2 separate regions of the Mus musculus genome follow, and region 2 is linked to region 1. The links are chromatin contacts, called in public HiChIP or PLAC-seq maps. All regions are on one chromosome and are shown on one strand. Each heading gives the region's core, a stretch centred on a gene start, on an enhancer-like site or on the middle of the called end of the contact. The rest is flanking DNA. Distances are from core to core; before and after follow the strand shown.

What was found. HiChIP or PLAC-seq counts read pairs in DNA pulled down with a chosen protein or histone mark.
Region 2: a BATF HiChIP or PLAC-seq map of CD8 T cells shows a contact between it and region 1, with 11 read pairs. The contact joins two enhancer-like sites. A contact is called at or near these places in 2 of 39 promoter capture datasets (the C10 cell line and neutrophils), 2 of 484 Hi-C or Micro-C datasets (embryonic stem cells and regulatory T cells), 2 of 115 datasets of contacts at active chromatin or transcription factors (CD8 T cells and embryonic stem cells) and 3 of 9 other capture datasets (adipose tissue, liver and pancreatic islet).

The regions. Positions count from the first base shown.
Region 1 is chr4:108,983,440-108,990,038 of GRCm38.p6, forward strand. No RefSeq gene overlaps it. Among named protein-coding and RNA genes, the nearest start is that of Nrd1, 14 kb to the right of the region's middle. Within about 2 kb of position 3,867, at least 9 of the 459 cell types and tissues checked have an H3K27ac peak or open chromatin away from gene starts, as enhancers often do. A contact at or near this core is called in CD8 T cells, where this site is marked.
Region 2 is chr4:109,101,902-109,108,500 of GRCm38.p6, forward strand. It overlaps Osbpl9 (oxysterol binding protein-like 9), which reads right to left. Exons shown (of 24, transcript NM_001368727.1): 5 at 596-691. Among named protein-coding and RNA genes, the nearest start is that of Gm32581, 26 kb to the left of the region's middle. Within about 2 kb of position 4,295, at least 64 of the 459 cell types and tissues checked have an H3K27ac peak or open chromatin away from gene starts, as enhancers often do. A contact at or near this core is called in CD8 T cells, where this site is marked.

The sequences.
Region 1 (6,599 bases), core at 2,617-5,116:
AAAGCTGCAACCATCCTATGCTTGTAATAAATTATTGTTTACAGTGATTTATATGTGATTTGCAAGAAATACTTAATAATTATCCTTTGACAGTCCTTGGGATGTGGAAATGTGATTGCAAAATAAATATTAGGCACACTGAAGAGAAAAAGATATTATATATGCTATCTACTGCTAAGCTGATTACAATACAATCAGGAAGATAACATTCATGAGATTTAAACAGGATTCATGATTTAAACAGGAACTTAAAATGTATGTAAAATGAAAACAGTACAGGAGAAGTCCCAAGGTTATATTCGATACTCACCAAGAAAGCAGTACAAAGAGCATGTATCTCCATCCCAGGAATGGAATGGTGGGGTATGCAGCAGTAGATAGAAAGCTGTTCTGGGCTTGAGATCTGAATGTGTTCAACAAAGGCCTGTAGGAGGAAAGTTTTCAGGAGGGCTTGGAGGATGTGGCTAGATGGAGATTCCCTGCTGATTGCCCCAGGACTGTCTGTCTGCCCACAACCCCAAGACTCACACTGTGCATTTATGACACCCCCAATTAATTCTACTGCTTCAAGTGGTACACTCATCTTGTCCCACTCGGTAATATTTTTCCTTCTTCCTTTTTTGGTAACAATTTCAAGCTTACAGGAGATTTGCAGGAGCAGTGCAAAGGCTGTCCTCCCTGGAGTCTTCTAGAGTAAGTGTCCATCTGACTCTATATCATCCACAAATGGTCAAACAGAGATTTATCTCCTTTCTTTCCATGTTCTTTATTTTTTGATGATAGGGGTCAAGCTTAGGTCTTTGTATATGCTAAGCATATATCCTACCGGGCTCAGACAGGCATGATCCCAAATCAGGAAATTAACATCAGTGCATTATTGTTGTGTTACTTCTACTGGATATGGACAAACACTTATTCACCCCAGACTGGGCACCAATCATAGAACAGTAAGGATTCTACCAAAGTCCAACTTGGCCAGCCAATCAGTTTACTGGACTTACTTAGAGCCATGTGGGCGACCCTCACCCAGCTCATCCCTGCACAGCCACACTGCATCACAGGTTATGGCCTAATGGAAGCTGCCCATAGAGTCCCACCTTAAATCAAATTTCCACTTTCACATTTAATCGTTTCCCCAGACAGCTCTGCTTCTATTCTCATGTCATATGAACATAATACATTATATATCTGCATAAAATCTAAGCAACACAAATGATAGAAAACGTGATACCTACCTTCCCAAGACTGGTTAAATTCGCTTAATATGATTATCTCCAGTTGCATTCATTCATCTACAGATAATATCATTTCTTCTTTATAGCTGAAAAATTCCATTCCGTCACACACATATGTATATCTCACAGTTCCTCTTCCCATTCCCATGATGCCGGATGGCTAGGTTGGTTCCTTAACCTAGTTATTGTGCCTGGTGCTGTAATACACACTGATGAGCAAGTATCTCTGTGATATATCAACTTTAAATCTTTTGGTTAAATAGCTAGGAATGATACAGCTATGTCGTATGGTGGATATGGTTTTAGTTTTTCAGAAAAACTCCTATACTGGTTTCCATAGATTATCTTGCATTACCACTAGCAGTACATGAGGGTTCCCTTTTATCTATATAATCACCACGACTTGTTGTTTTCTTTGTTCTTCACAGGCTCAGGCAGCCCAGGCTGGTTTCAAACTCATTATTAAGTCACTAAGGATGACCATGAACTCTTTGAGCCTCCTGCATCCGCATGCTGAGGGATCACAGGGATATAGATACACCTAGGTTTTGGAGGTGCCGGACACTGAACCAGGATGTCATGCGTGCTAGGCAAGCATCTACCAACTGACCTACATTCCAAGCACTTATTTGCTTTCTTAATGACAGCCTAGGGTGAAACGGAGTCTCACTACAGCCTTAGTCTTTGCTTCCCACGTGTCTCTGGCTGTGTAGATTTATATCTGAGTTTTCTAATCCATGGATATATGTGTCTGTTTTGAGCTACTCTCACGGCACTTTATCACTATGACTTTGTAGTATAATTTAAAATAGTGGCAATGCTAGCATGATCCCTTTTGCTCAGGATTGCTTTGTTTGTTTGTGATCTGTGCTTCCACATGAGTTTGAAGGCTGTTTTTCAATTTCTGTGAACAGGGACATTGGAATACTGATAGGGATGGCACTGACTGTGCAGATGGCTTTTAGAAACACAACCATTTCCACAAAGTTCATGAAAGGTCTCGTCGTTCCGTGTTTTCTTCAAGTTCCTGGTTTGGTATTTAAAGTTTTCACTGTAGGGGTCTTGGGCCTGGTTAGGTTTATCACAGGATACATCCTCTTAAGGTAATTGTAGATGCAACTACTTTCCTATTTTTCTACTTCAGAATGTTTATTATTGGCAGATAAGGTGGCTATTTTTTTTACAGTTGTTTCAGTTTTTTGCTTTTTGAGACGGGGTTTCTTTGTGTAGCCCTGACTGTCCTGGAACTCACTCTGTAGATCAGGCTGGCCTTGAGCTCACAGACGTCCTCTGCCTCTTAATTGCTGGGATTAAAGGCATGCACTCTGGTCTATTCAGGGTTTTTATTATGAAGGGATGTTAGATTTTGTCAAAAGCCTTTTCTGGCTAGGCGAAGTGACTCGGTGCTCTCAACCAAGCTTAACAACCTGAGTTTCCTTCCCAGGACCCATATGGTAAAGAGACAAAAAACCTTCCACCAGTTGTCATCTGTTCTGCCTATTCATACACACACACACACACACACACACACACACACACACACACAAATAAATAGCACAAAATGTTTAAAGACCTTTTCTGTATCTACAAAGATTTCGGGTAATTCCTGTCTTTGAGTACATTTATGTGATACATTTTATATTTTTAAATTTTATCTTTGTGTGTGTGTGTGTGTGTGTGTGTGTGTGTGTGTGTGTAGGCTTATGTGCCCCTAAGCATGTGTGGAGGCCAGAAAAGGACACTGGGCATCCTGCTCTATCATTCAGTACCTTATTCTTTTGAGACAAGGTTCCTGGAGCTAGACTGGCCATCAGCAAACCACAATGATCCTCCCATTTCTGCTCCCCACAATACACCCAGCATTGAGTTTCAGGTGTACACAGCCATGCACAGCCTTTTACACAAGTGCTGGGGATTTGAACTTAGATCCTCATGCTTGCACTGCGAGTACTTTTACCCCAATCACCTCCCTAGCCGCTATATGAACTATTTTTATGTCGCCTGATTTAGTTATGATGACCCATCCTTCCATCTCTGGAATAATGCCATCTTGACAATGGCAAATTATTTTTTTGGAATAAAACTTTGTTTACATATTTAGATTTATTATTTATTTTATGTGTATGAGTGCTTTGCCTGCATATATGTATGTGTACCACATGTGTACCTGGTGTCCATGGAGGTTAGAGGAAGGTCTCTGAATCCTTGGAACTGCAGTACCATCATGTGATGATTGGATACCATCATGTGAGGCTGGGATTCAGACCCAAGTCCTCTGCAAAATGAGTAAGTAGTTCTCTGACTGCTCTTCCAGAGGTCCTGAGTTAAATTCCCAGCAGCCACATGGTGGCTCACAGCCATCTGTAACAGGATCTGGTGCCCTCTTCTGGTGGGTCTGAAGACAGCTACAGTGTACTCATATCCATAAAAATAAATAAATTTAAGAAAAAGAATACTGTCTCCCACCTCCCAGCAGGTGTGATGGCAGCAGCCCAGGGATGCAACTCTCCAGCCCCTATTTACAGCTACTATTGTTATTATTGTGTATGTGTGAGTAAATGGGAGTCGGGTCTCTTCTGCTGTGGGCTCCAGGAGTCCAGCTTGGGCTACTGGGCTTGTGGAGGAAGTGCTTTTACTGCTGAGTCATCTTGCTGGCCTTGAATGATATTTGGTTATTGTTTGCTTGCTTGCTTGTGAGATGGGGTCTCATATAGCCTATGCTGGTCTTGAACTTACTATGTAGCTGGGACTGGCTTTGAACACCTGATCTTTCTGCCTCCACTTCCCAAGGGCATGTGCCACGATACACGATTTAGCTCCTGTTCTTTCTTAAAAACCAATCTGCTAATCTGAGTCTTGTGGTTGCAAAATTGATACTCAGTTTTTATTGAAAGATGTGTATTCATACATGTCACTTTGTTGGTTTTGTGGTGGTTGGAGTGTTACTAGCCTTTTTATGTTTAACTTTTTATGTGCTAATGTGGCTTTCCGGTTGAGATCAAAAACAGCTCAAGGGGAAAGGGTTCATTTCTGCTTTCAATTTGCAATCCATCATTGAGAGAAACGAGGGCAGGAACTTAGGTAGGACCTTGAGGCTAAACCCACAAAGTAATGCTGCTTACTGGCTTGCTCCCAAGCTCTTCTTCACCTGCCCAGGAATGGCACTGCCCACAGGATGCCATCCAGCAACAATTAACAATTAAGAAAATGCCCCCATGGACATGACCACAGGCCAATCTGGTAGAGGTAATCCCTCAGTTGAGATTCCCTGTTCCCAAGTATGCAAAGTTGCTTACCCAGATTAGCTGTCACCAACTCCTTTTAAATATTGTCTGCAGAGTGGCTCTAATGATCATGGATTCCTTTAGCTTGTTTTAATTACTCTTCCTCTTTCAGTTAATGCAGATAGTTTTGCTGCATATTCTAGGCTGGGTTGGTACTTGGTTTCTTTCAGAGTCTGAAATATATCATTTCAAGTCTTTCTGGCTTTTACGTTTCTGTAGAGAAACCGGGTGCTATATTGAAGGGCTGTGTGTGTGTGTGTGTGTGTTTGTCTCTTGTAGCTTTCAATATAGTTCATTCTGTATCTTTACTGTTCTAACTGTGACATGACATAGGAAGCATCTTTTCTGATTTTGTCTGTGCCTCGTAGGTCTAGGTAATCCTCTCTTTCCCTAGAGTTGGTGAATATTCACCTATAATTTTTATTGAAAATGTTGTCTATGCTCTTGGAATGAAACTTTTCTCCTGTATCTATGGTCATTACTTGTGTATTTGATCTTCTCATAGAGTTCCACAGAGCTAACATTTTTTGCTTGTTTCATCTTCTTCCTCCTCCTCCTCTTCTTCTTCCTCTTCCCCCCTTCCTCCTCCTCTTCTCTTTCCAACTCCTCTATCTTATCTTCAACCCTGACATTTGTCTTCCCTTTGGTCTGTTCTATTGGTGAGGTTTTCCACAGAGCTTCTCACTCGGTTCATTGAATTATTTCTCTTTAACATTTATTTAATTACTCTCTCTCTGTATATGTATGTATGCATGCATGCATGTGCATGTGTGTGTATGTACCATAATGTGTACATACAGATCAGAGGATAACTTTGTGGAGTTAGTTTTCTCCTGATCCTGAGTGGGTCCTGGAGATTGAATTCAGGTCATCAACCTTGGTGACAAGCATCTTCATCAACTGAGCCACCTCAACAGTGTGAGTTACTAAATTTTCACTTCCAGATTTTCAATTTACCTTTTTCTTTTCTTCAGTATTTCTCCTTATCAAACTTGTTGGTTCATACTTTTAATCCTGGTGCTGGGGAGGCAGAGACAGGTGGATCCCTGGGCTCATTGGGCAATTAGCGAGCTCCAGGTCAATGAGAGATCCTATCTCCAAAATCAAGACAGAAGACAACAGAGAAACAATATCTGAGGTTGTCCTTTGGCCTCTATCATGTACATGTATGTAGCTCTGTGCCCACCGCCGTACACACATAGAGAGAAATACTAAGATCATCTGAAACGCTCCTAGAACTCAAGAGAGTCAGACACAAATCAATGCTAGAAAAAATTTTTTCTATGAAAGAAAAATCTATCAAAAGAAAAATGAAAAGTAAAGACAGAGTGGATACACACACACACACACACACACACACACAGAGAGAGAGAGAGAGAGAGACAGAGAGAGAGAGAGACAGAGAGAGAGAGAGACAGAGAGAGAGAGAGAGACAGAGAGAGAGAGAGACAGAGAACATGTACATAAGAACAAAACAGTGGTCTAGTAAACTGACATGGGGTGTTAAATAAAGGAGAAATAAATAGGGCGAGTGTTCAGTGAGCCTACAGCCTGAGTTTAGTCTGGCCTGCTTTCAGGCTTCAGTCTCACCTCCTTCAGCATTCCTTCCTAGGTCCCTAGATGCCTGGCACACCTCTGGGAAGTCCTTGAGAGGTCAGATCACAGATACTATTCCTGTCAGTGGGTGGTCCTGTCAGTCAGTGGGTGGTCCTGTCAGTCAGTGGGTGGTCCTGTCAGTCAGTGGGTGGTCCTGTCAGTCAGTGGGTGGTCCTTTACAGGTTGCATCATAGATGCTAGTCCCATCTCTGAGCAGTCCTTCAGTAGTCAGGTTGCAAATGCTGGCCCTGATTCCTCGGCTGCCCTCTTTTAAAAAGATATTAAATTAAACATTATTTAATTTTAATGTGTATAGTGCTTTGCCTGTAAGTATGTCTGTGTGCCACTTGAGTGCCTGGTGACCGTGGAGACCAGAGAGGGTACTAGGTCCCTTAGAACTGGAGTTACAGACAGTTGTGAGTCACTATATAGGTGCTGAGAATCAAACTGGGTCCTCTGCAAGAGCAGCCCAGTTCTCTTAAGC
Region 2 (6,599 bases), core at 3,045-5,544, 120 kb after region 1:
CTCTGTATAGTCCTGGCTGTCCTGGAACTCACTTTGTAGACCAGGCTGGCCTCGAACTCAGAAATCCGCCTGCCTCTGCCTCCCGAGTGCTGGGATTAAAGGCGTGCGCCACCACGCCCAGCTAAGATTTTTTAATTTTGAAAATAGGGTCTTATTCTGTAGCCTAGGCTGGCAGGAATTATGTAGTGGACTATACACTTAGCCTCAAACAGGTGATCTTCCAAGGACTGGGGATACTAGCCATACAAGAGTATCAGTAGCCTAAAGTATCTGTTTAAACTCCAGAGTTTTTTCTGCTTTGTCTCCTTAAGTTAATGAAGATTTCTTTCTCTTCCCATGACCTATCATTTTAATTAAATGGGACAAAGAGGAAAGGAAGAGTGAACCCAAGGCTTTACAATATCCTTTTTAGCTTTTCCCTCAATAATCAAAAGTACAGATCATAAATTTTATCAATACAATTAGAGAAAAATATCTTTTAAAGAATCAACTTTAGAAACTGCTGAAGTCGCTGGAAGGATGTAAATTGCCATCAAGTAACTTCTTCTGTCTGTTAGTAACATTTACTACTGCACATCAGAACACCGTGCCATACCTTTAATTGTTCTATCAAGATCTGCAGGTACGCGTCAGCCTCGGTAAGTTTCTTATCAAAGTCTTGGACACTGGGGATGAATCCTGAATCCAAACCCTAGAGAAAAATGAAGTGAATAATCTGTCAGTGCACCAGCAGCACAGTATTATAACAAAAATGAGTACTTTCCACTTTCAAAACAGTGTATGTACGCAAGCACATTTGTGTAAGTTAACTAAAATTTCCAGGAAAAGTGCTGCATCAACCTCCGTCATCAGCCGCAAGCTCTCTCAGCAGTTACACATGTAGCTGCTGCTCAAAGGAAAGGGTTCCCTGGCCCTCAGTTACCACAAAGCCACACGACTGCCTCCACTTTCCAACAGAACCACAGTCAGTCATCTAAAAGATATAAAACCCTTAGGCCATTTCCCACGTTCCCCCAATCTTTTTTGTCCCAGAATGTTAACCTCCTGTTCTTTTTTCTTTTCTTTTTTAATTACATGTGTTTATTGTTGGGGGTGGAGGGGTTCGATCCTGTGGAAGTCAGATGACAGCTATGGCAATCAGTTGGCTCCTTCCAAAAGGCAGGTCCTGGGACCTCAACTCAGGCTTTGCAGCAACTGCCTTAGCCCACTGAGCTAACTCACTGGCCCATATATTCCAAATCCACTCCATCAGCTCACAAGTTTCCCACCCTCTTTTTCCCTTATTAAAACAAACAAACAAAAACAAAAAAACTTTAAAAGAGCTGAGCCCAGTGGCAGACATCAACAATCCTAGCACCAGGGAGACTACAACCAGAGAATCATGAACTCACAACTAAACATCCTCACAGCCCTTTCTAACTGCATCCTTCTCAAGTTCCTCCTTACCTCATCAAGTTTCCTATTTGCTGTCATCCTTGGCATGAACACTACACTCTGGACAGGGTGTAAATGTTTATTTATTTAGAGGCCCCATCTCTCTCTCACTTTAAAAGTTCATCAATGGCATATCCTGCTTTTTGTATATCTATAAGTTCCCAAAAGACCTTAAGCCTCCTGTTTTGATTCCCATCAAAAGAAATTTTGAGTTTTTAATCATCTCTGACCAAACAACAAATCTTAGTTGTAAAAGATGAAGCCCATGAAGAACTCCTCCTTGCCAGCCTGTGTTCGGTGTCTACCGGCACACGCAGCTGTCCTACCAGCAGCAGACTTCTCTCCCCCGACCACAAAACTGTACTAAAGGAGCGATGGAGGGTGTGTCTCAACAAACTCAGCTGTGGCCGTCTCCCCTGCCTTTGGCCAACACAAACTGCTTATGTTTATATTCACCATCCAGTGAGCTGACACAGACGCTTCTTTGGTATCATCCCACATTCCGTCTGGGCACACGGAACACCTTCATTATTGTTAAAGCAGGACACAACCCAATTTCACAATCCCAGGCAACTGAGGACTGGCAAATCTGCTTCCTAGTTCTAATTCAGCTCAGAGCCTGTCTCCTTACCACCACCTTCACCACTACCACCACCACCACCACCTCCTCTTCCTCCTCTTCTTCCTCCTCCTCCTCCTCTTGCAGCAGCAGCAGCCACTCCATCTACTAAAACACTAGCACACTGTTACTATTTACTGCTGTCCTCCTCAACTAAAATTAAAATTCTGACACAAAATGTAAAAAATTTTAAAAATTACATCTGTTATGGTAAGAAAAGCCAATTTATCTTGTAATTGTTTTCTTTTTCAAATTTAAAGCTGATAAATCTTGCCTTGCTTGCTTTTTATATGCAAATAAAGAAACTGCCTGAAAAAAATAAAAATCCCTTCCTAATAATTTACATATATATAAAACATTTGAGAAAAATTATAATCAATGTATTCATAATCCAGATAAAAAAATTCATGGTAAAAACCATTCTTTTAGGTTTTGTTTGTTTTAAGCCAAGGTCTCACTATGCAATCCTGACTGCCCTGAAACTAGCTATGTAGACCAGGCTGGCCTCGAACTCACAGGAGACCTGCCTGCAACCGCCTCCCAAATGCTGGGATTAAACATCTTGGACCACCTCCACCAGGCTAAACGCTTCCATTTTTAAAGCTATCCAGAGAACTACAACTGTTTGCTGAGCAGAGTGGCGTTCACACATCACCCTTCACAGGAGGATGAGCTCCTGCTAACTTATACACCTGAGAATGAGGAGGAGGCCTGGCTTGGGTTTTGTTTTGTTTCAAGAATATAATGGCGTAATTAGCAATAATGTAACAATCAGGACCCAGTTAGCATCAGGTAAATACACGATTCTTACTCAGCAGTTTGAAAGAACAACTGCACAATCAAGAGTAAACTGAAGAATCTGCCACAAGAGGAGGAAAAGTGGTCTTTAAAAAAATTTCCTCTTCTAAATTCATTTAGAGTTCTTAGAATTCTGTCAACAATTAATTAACAGAATCTTTTAAACAAATCAATAAAATTCTGCTACAGAAGAGAAACAATATTTAAACTTCAAGTCTGAACCCTCCCTCAGTTCTTCAGAAACCACCCTTAGTTGTTTCCCAGCTGAGTCCCATGCACTGTCCTCCCAGCCCCCGATACCCTTCCACGACTTCCCTTTCCCAGCAGAACCAACTGAGCTTCACAACCTCACCACACACATCTCACTGATGCAGTTTTCTTTTTGGAATGCTTATAGGAGGTTTATAATGGAATTCATCAGCCTAAAATCACAGAACTGGCCTGACTTCCCCTGCACATCAATCCAAAAGTTTGCAGATGTGCTTTAAAGGCCCTCTACAGTCAACTCATCTACCACCAATGGAATAATGTTTACAAATTCATCAATAGCATGAACAGGTGACAGTAATAACACTGTTCTTAAATTGACTAAGAATGCACTAAAATTACCACTAGTTTCACTCTCAGTCACTGACTCTATCTTCCCAGTCTCTGAGTCATCTTGTCTCTCCTTGAGTATCTCATGAATGGCAAGAGATAAAACCTGCTGAATTTTTATTTAAAAAAAAAAAAGTTGAAGAGATGGCTCAGTGGCTCAGAGTGCCAGCTGCTCCCCACAAACTTCAGTTCCTGGTGATTCTGTGCCCTTTTCTGGCCTCCCCAGGCACTGTATGCATATGAATCAGCAAGTTTATGTGCACATGCACACACAGACACTAAAAACTGCACTATATACCTGTTCTTCTTTCTAGCCAACATTAGAACAGTGAGGCATTAGACTTATTCATACTGGTCCTTTGTTAGTAAATTTTTTAAAAAAACTTGTATTTATTGAGCATTTATATGTACACACACACACACCCCACTACACGTGTGTGGTCAGAAAGCAGCCTCCGGGAGTCAGTTTTGTTCTCCTTCATGTAGATTCTGGGAATTTAAATCAGATCATCAGGTTTTGCATCAGTGGCCATCCTGCTGGTCCTAGAGACTTCTTTTTAAACAAGACTAAGAATATACATTGTTCCCAAGCAGAGTATGGTCTATCTTCCTTTGAAAGGAAAGGAAACAGGGCAGACTCTGAAAAACTGATTTCACCCTTCTAGAGAGCAGTGTAGGAGTCACATAGATGCATTCGGTAGTACTCTGCACTTGCCCTATCTAACACTGTACACGTTACTGTCTGACTTCTCTGAAGAAAGACAGAGAAGACAGGAACTGTGCCATTCACTCACTAGCACCCTCCAGGGCTGTCTCAGTGCCAGCTGCATGCATGTGGCACCAGTTGTACCAGCTGTCAGCTGCTGCTACCCATGTGCCTGCAATCTCTGTACTTCCATTCTCTCCCCCCTTTCCTTTCTTCTCTTGTCAGGTCCTTCAGCAGTAACTGAAGTGACCATACTGCAGTGCGGTAGTCAGGGCCTCTGCTCTCTGGCTCACTATGCTGATGTTCATTACAGTTCATTACATGTCAGTGTGTACAGGAATTCACTTTATGTTTTAACTAAACACTCATAATCCTAGCACGTAGAGGGAAGATTAAGAATTCTGGGCAGTCAAGACTCTCTCAAAACACTAAAACACATTTTTAAAAAGTTTAAAAGCAGTTACAGAGAAACAAATACAAAATGGTTTATGATATAATAAGAAAATTGAATCAGTATTTTCTAATTTGTAAAATACAGGACTAGCTTAATATTCTTAGAAGACACCTAAAAGCTAACATGTTGGCAAATTAAATCAATTTCCTATTAATGATTCTAGGTGGGACATGAAACAGAGAACAAAATGTTCCACTCCCATTAAAAAGAACACTGTAAGGGGTGCCCTTAAATCCCAAGGTACATGCAAATCATAACTTGCTTTGGCTACTTTCCTAGTAAGACTTTTGAAGCAGGCAGTAGAAGCTTTTAAAATAACTCCTGCTGACAGTGACAGACTAATAGCAAGGGTCAAAGTGACCAAAGGTGACTTAAGGTCTTCTTCCCAGAATCAATAATTAAGAAACTTATGGGTAGCCTTTAATTCCAGTTTAATCCCAGCATTTAGGAGGCAGAGACAGGTGGATCTCTGGTTTGAAGCCAGCCTTGTCTACAGACTGAGTTCCAGGACAGGCAGGGCTTCACAGAGAAACCGTGTCTCGAAAAACAAACAAACAAGGAAAGAACGAAAGGAGCTTCTGGGTAGCTGGAACTGAGAGAGGACTAAAAGGAAGACCGAGTAGTAACACAAACTCAAAACAATGACAGACAGTTTGCTATATGCAGTATTTTTTTTAAACAGTACAAAATAGTATACAATAAAAAATATGTTCTCCCCACAAAAGAAAGGGAAGCCTAGAATCCCAGCATCTGTTAGGTGGAGGCAGGAGGTTCACAAGTTCAAAGCTAGCCTGAGCTACATTAGTTCCTTCCTCAAAACAATTTGTTTAGGGCTGGAGAGATGGCTCAGTGGTTAAGAGCACTGGCTGCTCTTCCAAGGTCCTGAGTTCAATTCCCAGCAACCACATGGTGGCTCACAACCATCTGTAATGGCATCCAATGCCCTCTTCTGGTGTGTTTGAAGAGAGCGACAGTTTACTCACATACATAAAATAAGTAAATCTTTTAAAAAAATGTTTCAAATACATATCTATCTATCTATATATGTATGTATTTGAAATAAATTGTTCATATAAGTCTTCCTAGAAAGTTTAAAATAATAGAGAACATCATTAGTAGTAAAACTACAAAGGGGAAAAACAGGTTAAAATTTTAACAAAGAAAAACCCACCTAATAAAAGTAAGTAAGAATATTGGCATTTTAATTAGCAAAACAAATACCTTAAAATTAATGAAATTTTATGCAAATGCAATTTAATTAACATAAAGGCACCTGCAAAGTCTATGTTAATAACTGGAGCATGACACATTTGCGATGACCTCTCACCCAATCAAAGAAGCAGAGGGAATACTTACGATTTAATCACTTACAATTATTTTTGAAAATTCAAGAACTGGAGAGATACCAGAAGACTGGAAAAAAGCAAGTGTGGTACTGATCTTCCATAAAGGTAAGAAGAGAGAGAGTAGAAAGTTACCATGCTGCAAGTGTGGTATCAATAATCAAGCAAAGGACTAAGAGGAAACCTGTAACTACACAGGGGAAATAAGGACGTGAGCAAGTGACAAGTTAAAAACAAACAGTATGCCAAAATTCCTGGCCTTTCTGTTTCTTAGAAAACTAAGCTAGCATATTAAGCTCTTAGAGAAATGACACTATTTTGCCTTCCTATTAGATGACTTAAAAGCTTATATAAACAAAAAAGTATACAAAGAAACAACTTAGTAATTTTCTCACGCCCATGACTCTATGTGAAGAGCACTAATGCTATCCTTGGCTAACTGCGCACCCTGAAACATTTATAGCCCTCATGGTCCATCTGCTTCAGCTACAGCTCACGACTCGGAGCTATTGAGGAGTATTGAAGGTAAGGATTTCTATGTATTTTTAACCCTATAGATTTAATATTCAACTATCAATTCATCTGGAGTCAAGACAATACATTTTTTAAACACTCATAAAACTAACTGAGCATAGTGCTGAACTTTTT